Linked DNA regions of Capsicum annuum: region 1 is linked to region 2. A link is a contact called in public Hi-C data. All regions are on one chromosome and are shown on one strand. Each heading gives the region's core, a stretch centred on a gene start, on an enhancer-like site or on the middle of the called end of the contact. The rest is flanking DNA. Distances are from core to core; before and after follow the strand shown.

Region 1 (3,370 bases), core at 364-2,863, 380 kb after region 2:
AGGTCAGGAGTTTAATTCCCACGTTTGATGAATGGAGCAAATTTTGTGGTCAGTTCACTACCGCAAAATATGCTGATCGAGAAATAAAAAATTAATCTCACGACTGCCAACTGCGAGGATACTTGAAAAAAAAAGACATCCTTTTGAAGTTTCACCTCAATGGTCAACTTTGCTAGGCCATAGCCACAAACACAGAATATATATTTTTTCAAAAAAAACATACTGTACTTATGATGGAGTATTATTTATCCACCCAAAGGAAAAAAGAAAGAGAGAAAGAAGAAGGAACACCCAAGCAAGAAAGCAAGACAGAGAAAAAGAAAGAAAGAGAGAGAAAAAGGAAAGGGGCATTTTCTGAAAAAGTTTTCATTGCAAAATATAAGTTTACATATATAGAGAAAAGTGAGCGACAAGGGTGTGTTTGGTATGATAGAAAATATTTTTCATGAAAAATATTTTTCTAGATAATGAGTGGAAAATATATTTTATGATACTTGATTGGTGAATAGAAAATATATATTTTTCTATCTAAATTTTAACTTTACATGAGCATGTGGTCCTCTAATTAAAAATATAATATATTTTCTAAAACATAATATTTAACTACACATTTTAATCATTCGGTCAGTTCGTATGAGACATGACATCAATAATTATACGTTTATCTTACCAAATTTAAAAAATAATGTAATTTTTTATTACGTATTAATAAAATAAATTTATAATTACGTATTTTTTATTTTTATATTTATTAAAAAGTAAATTTTTAATACGATTTATGAAAGAAAAAATAAAAAATAGTGAGCTAGATAGTACTTGATTTGACAAAACAAAGCAATAACTTTTAAAAAATTTTGGTAAAAAATGTAATAAAAATTTATAATTTATAAATTGTAATATAAAGTTTTAATTTATAATTTTTTTTTTAAAAACTGTACTATCAAACCACTTCTTTATGTCAAATCATATAAACGTAATAAATTATTTCGTTTTATAAAAATTTTTGTAAAACGTAATAAATTATTACGTTTTATAAAAGAGTTTTGTAAAACGTAATAAATTATTACTCCATCCGTTTCGAAATAAGTGAATTGTTGGAGTATTTATTGGTGTTTCAAAATAAGTGAATCATTGAATTTTTTTTCAAATTTACCCTTATGATTTGACAATCAATTAACTTTTAAAAAAAGTATTACAAGGTCAACTTTTTCTTTTTTTTGGATAAAAATGAAAAGTTATGTTAAATTTATATCTTTAATGCTTTTTTCTTAATCAGTATATCAAAATTCAACAGTTCATTTATTATGAAACAGAGGGAGTATTACGTTTCACTAAAACTTTTTTACTGTACACATCCGCTATCAAACCGCTTTTAAAAAGGTATAATTATTATGTTTAGTCTATTTTGATAATTTATTAAATATGTGACCTATTTTAATCACTTTATTCATATTTTGATTTCAATTTTTTATAAGTTCCATCTTAATATTTTTTAAAAAATATTTCTTTTCACCTATGAGGAAAGTCATTTTCATTCTAACAAAGAAAAATCAGTTCATTTAAAAATTATTTTTCCAAAGTTATAGAAGGAAAAATAGGAAAATGTCATCATACCAAACACACCCAGAGAGAAGATGGTGTGTGTCTAGTTGAAGCGGGGGCAATTTAAAGTAAAACTGCAGCATTTGGTCTCTGCTATCCTCAACACCCCTTTTTTTTTGCAAAGCTTCCTTTGTCTTTCCCCCACCCTCACCCTCTCTCCTCTTTCTCTTTCTTCCTAGTTTCCCGGCCACTGTTCGCTGGAAAACTTACCCCCTTATTCCCGCCGGCGACCACTCTAGTTTTCGTTTTTGCATTTCTTAGCTCGAGGGAGCATAATACAGAGTACAAAAAATCTATTGAGTTTCTCATTTTTTTTGTGTTGCCGGAGTTTGATGAGATGAATCTCCGGTGAGAATATCTGGGTACTCTTTCTTGTTTTTCTTATCTGGAAAGATATCAAGAGAAAATGAAAACGCCGGCGAACGGTGCCGGAGTTCAGCAGCATACTGCCAACGGGAATCCTGCCGAAGGTCTGTCAATATCATAAATATAATACATATAATAAATATTATATTTTTTGGTACGTATATACTTTCTCAAGTAAAGTAATAATCAGATGCATTGTAAGAATCGTGGAATCAAAGAGACAAAGCTATTTTTCTTTCTCAACTTTTGTCTATTTCTTCAAACTTTAATTTTGCTTTTCTTTCCAATGAATTTTCCTGGAAAATATTGTTTTTTCCTTTTACTTTTATTGTCATATTATGTCCTTTTTTTCCTCAATAACATGTAAACTATGTTTTTTTCCTTGGAAAGAAAGATGAAAACACTTGCACGTTTGTTAAAAGTTGCTAAGCAAAACAAATGAGTCTTTTCTTGGAAAAATATTCTTTTACTTTTTTCATAGTTTTTCAATCTACCGAGAATAAATAGTTTTCCTTTATTTTTTCAAACCCATTTTTACATTTGGGGTCTTTTTTCTTGGAAAACTTTGATTTGTTGTAAAATAATAAATAAATAAATAAAGGGTGTGTTAAAAATTGAATGGTATTTTTTTATTTTTTTATTTTTGCAGTAGAGAAGAAGAGCATAAACTCAGAACTATGGCAGGCCTGCGCCGGTCCTCTGGTGAACCTACCGGCTGCTGGGACCCACGTCGTCTACTTTCCTCAAGGTCACAGTGAACAGGTACTTTTTTAATAATTCAACTGTGACCCTTTTGTGACTTGACGAGAGGGATTCGTCGGATGGCAAACACTCCAGTCCCGGGTCGTTTGGTGCGGAAAAAAAATTTCGAATAAGAATTAGAATTAATTTTACTCTATGAGGTTTAACTAATTCACAATTTGTATTGAAATAGTGGAATTACTATCCTATTTGGGATGAACTAGTTATATGAGATATCTCTTACTTTTCTCATTTGATCATTCAATCTATCAAACGACCCCTCTATGTTTTTCTTTCTTAAGATTTTGGATTCAAGCCAGAAGCAAAAGATTGGAAATTCTTTTGAAGGGGTAAAAAGAGTAAAATAAATCCTTTTGTGACTTCTAAGAATTTTTTTTCGTGGTTAATTAAGTGGGTAAAAGTTATGAGGTTAAGATTTAAATTACATAAATGTGTCGGCAGAAATAGTCGGGTGCCGGAAAGAACAAAATTTTATACATTTTATATGGCGCACCTACACCTTATATTTATACTCCTCCTCTTGAAAAAAGGGACCTACTCTTTTTTTTAATTCGTTTAAAATAAGTGATTTTTTTTTTAGTAATATTTTAATTTTAGTTTTTTATATGACATGTTTAGGACCACAAGATTAAAGAATTTT
Region 2 (3,618 bases), core at 63-2,562:
TCGCGTGTCGAATGACAGGGCATGCCAAGTCAAGTGAGGGAGCTAATGGGACCATATCACATGTCAAAATGATGCAGCAAGCCTAGTGAATTAAGAAGCCCATAAAATGTGTTATGTCACTTAAATCTGATTGGTCAAAGGAAATTCATATTTATCAAGATCATGTCACTTAAATCTGATTGGTCAAAGAAAGTTCATATTTATTATGACTCTTTACTATCTATAACTATAAATAGAGGCCTCATAATTCTAAAAAAACACCAACAATTCTAGCAAGAAACAAGAGAGAGCTTGTGGATCAAACACAACAGATTTCTCTACAAATTCAAGAATTCAAGATCAGTTCATCAAGCTTCAAGATCAAGACTTCAAGATTCAAGAACAAGCTCAAGCTTCAAGATCAAGACTTCAAGATTCAAGAATAAGCTCAAAGACACTTGAATTCAAGTACAAGTCAAGATCAAGTTCATCAAAATACAAATCAAGATTCAAGCTTCAAGATTCAAGAACAAGCTCAAGCTTCAAGATCAAGGAATTCAAGTACAAGTCGAGATCAAGTTCATCAAAACACAAATCAAGATTCAAGATCAAGGCTGCAAGATTCAAGAACAAGCTACAAAGCTCTTTGGATTCAAGCACAAGTCAAGATCAAATCCATCAAGTTTACCAATCAAGTTCAAGTTCAAGATAAAGCTCGAAGCCCTTGAATTTATTGTTAAAAAAGCGAATCAGAGGATTCATAGAGATTGTAACTCACATTGAAATCAATAAATCGATTATTGCAGTATTTTTTTTTTCTCGATTATTATTTTCGATCTCAAAAATTTTATTGTCCAACAATATAAATTTTAAATTATTATAAAAAATGATAGACTTTAAATTTGAATCACCTAAATTAAAATTAAAAGTTACTTAAGGACCAGAACTGTTATTATTTGTGCGAGAGAATATTGGAAGTAGTTACTTAAGGACCAGAACTGTTATTATTTGTGCGAGAGAATATTGGAAGAGTTAAATAGTAGTTCTTGTTTAAAATACTTTAAATTACTTTATTTAGCCAAAAGAAGTAGGAATAATATTTTATATTCTGTCAAAAGTAGGACCGCCTTTTATTTTCCAATATAATGAACGGCGATCAAAGCAAGTTTAGGGGGATGAAGCAGAAGCAAACTCACGCGCACTGCTAAAATCAACGGCGGAGATTCGCTTCACACCACACTTTCACACTCAAAAAGCAGCCCTCCTCAAAGATATTACGGATCAACTCCACCTCATTCAACAACCTCGTGCTATATTTTCCATTAGGGTGGGCCCTACCTACCATGCTACTGCAAGTAAGCTAACAGGACCCACAATTATACACCAATGGGAGAGGTACAAGTACTCTGTAAATTGATTTACTATTTTTTTTCGCTAAACAATAACATTAATGTTTTTACGAAAAATTAGCGATCTTTTGTTTTAAAATGTAGTAGTATTTTTCTTTCTAAAATATACATTAAATACGCATCCATATACACGTAACATATAGGATATGCATGCACATAGGGTAATTATGTAATTTACCCTATAAGTAAGAATTTCGCTTTCCTTTTTGAATGTATTATTATCTATAATCTATAATATATTATAAAATGTTAATGCCTTAAAAATGTTATTTGAAACTTTTGTGCTTTGTTAAAACATTATGTAATAGACAAAATTGACTTTTTGTTATTTTTTAAATTTTTTAAAACTTAAAAATTATTAAGATTTAGATATTAATTCTTTCCATATTTGAATTATGTACCTAAAATTTAGGACTTTCAAGTCAATTAATTTTTTTCTTTAGATAAATCTTAGGAAAAGATCAAATATTCATGTGGCTATAAATAATTTTTGTGAAAGGCAAAGTCATTTACACGATCTTAAAGCAACAACGTTTTTTTCGCATTGAGAAGCTTAGGTAGTTTTTTTTTTTTTTTTGGTGAAAGTTTAGGTAGTTTGAATTATCAGGTTCAAGCTTTAGGTTGGTTAATGTATTTTATCATGTTTAGTTGTTTTCCCCGTGTAATAAATATTGCTAAAGATCGATATGCCTATTACTGATGTTATTACATGTATCTCATAAAAGTTTCAGCCTTTTGATTTTTCCAAATGAGTTAAATCAAGACAGAACAACATTTTTATTTGTTAACAAGTTCTTAAACTCATATATGATCACAGAAAATTAATTACAAGATCGTTACATAGCTATCATAATAAATTTCATATTTTGCGATATATATTCAATGCTATGAAGTTATTTATCATTAGGAGTCAAATTGTTCATATATTTATCACACTGTGTTTACTTTCAATTATTAAAAGAAATGTGTACTACATTATTTCTGGGATTAGCAAGAAAAAGAGGGGTGTGGTTGAATTTAAGGACCAAAAATATAAGTTCAAAGGAATTATATCATTTTTTCCTTCTGTGACAACAACAACAAACCTAGTGTATTCCCATAAAGTGGGGTCTGGGGAGGGTAAAATGTACGCAGTCCATACCGCTACTTCCAAAGAAGTAGAGAGGTTGTTTCCAATAGACCCCTGGCTCAAGATAGTGAATGGTAAACAAAAGTGTAATGAAACATGCAGCATGATGGATGACATAACATAAAAAGGAATAAGACATACTAAAATAAAATAGAAACCAGAGCAATACGAAATAAGATAAATAAGCGTCATATAAAATAAGAGATAAGAAATAGGGCATTCGGAAAACGACACTAACCTAGTAGTAACATACACTCACAAACCAGAGGCACCCGCCACACCCAAACCCTTCTGACTAGGGGCTCCTACCTATGGACACAGTTCTAGGATTACTAACTCGGCTATGCATGAACTCTTCTAACTACTTGCTACAACCCACGCACGCGTCCTACCATTTTACCCTTATCCGCAACCTCCACACCTTCCTATCTAGGGTCATGCCCTCAGTAAGCTGAAGTTGTTCAATATCATGTCTAATCACTTCCCTCCAGTACTTCTTCAGCCTACCTCTCATTCTCCTGAAGCCATCCAACGTTAGTCTCTCACACCTACGAACTGGGGCATTCGTGCCCCTCCTCATCACATGCCCAAACCATCTCAGCCTTCTTTCCCGCATCTTATCCTCCACCGAAGCCACTCCCACCTTCTCCCAACTGTCTCATTCCTAACTCTATCCCCTCTAGTAAGTCCACACATACAACGGAACATTCTCATTTCCGCCACCTACATTTTTTTAATGTGGGAGTTTTTGATCGGCCAACACTCTACTCTATATAGCATAGCTGGACGGCCTGCCACTCTGTAGAATTTGCCTTTTAGCTTAAGTAGCACTTTCTTATCACACAACACTCCCGAGGTGAGCCTCCACTTCATCCAACCTGCTCCAATACGGTTAGAAACATCCTCATCAATCTCGTCATTCCCCTGAATCATAGACCCAAGATACTTAAAACTATCACTCTTACAAACATCCTGGGAATCCATCCTCACCACCATATCGTCCTCCTGCCTCAAGTCACTAAACTTGTATTCCATATACTCCGTCTTAGACCTACTCAACCTGAACCCCTTTGATTCCAAGGTTTGCCTCCAAACCTCCAA

Evidence for each region. Hi-C and Micro-C count contacts between places; a contact is called where the count stands out from the background.
Region 1: a contact with region 2 is called in a Hi-C map of placenta, with 3 times the contacts expected there. The contact joins the promoter of LOC107877949 here to the enhancer-like site in region 2. A contact is called at or near these places in 2 of 5 Hi-C or Micro-C datasets (leaf and placenta).

Annotation. Positions count from the first base shown.
Region 1 is chr7:69,784,276-69,787,645 of UCD10Xv1.1, forward strand. LOC107877949 (auxin response factor 19) reads left to right here and starts at 1,614. Exons shown (of 13, transcript XM_016724771.2): 1 at 1,614-2,072; 2 at 2,618-2,730. The coding sequence starts at 2,009.
Region 2 is chr7:69,400,114-69,403,731 of UCD10Xv1.1, forward strand. No RefSeq gene overlaps it. Among protein-coding and RNA genes, the nearest start is that of LOC107877139, 47 kb to the left of the region's middle. Within about 2 kb of position 1,313, at least 1 of the 5 cell types and tissues checked has an H3K27ac peak or open chromatin away from gene starts, as enhancers often do.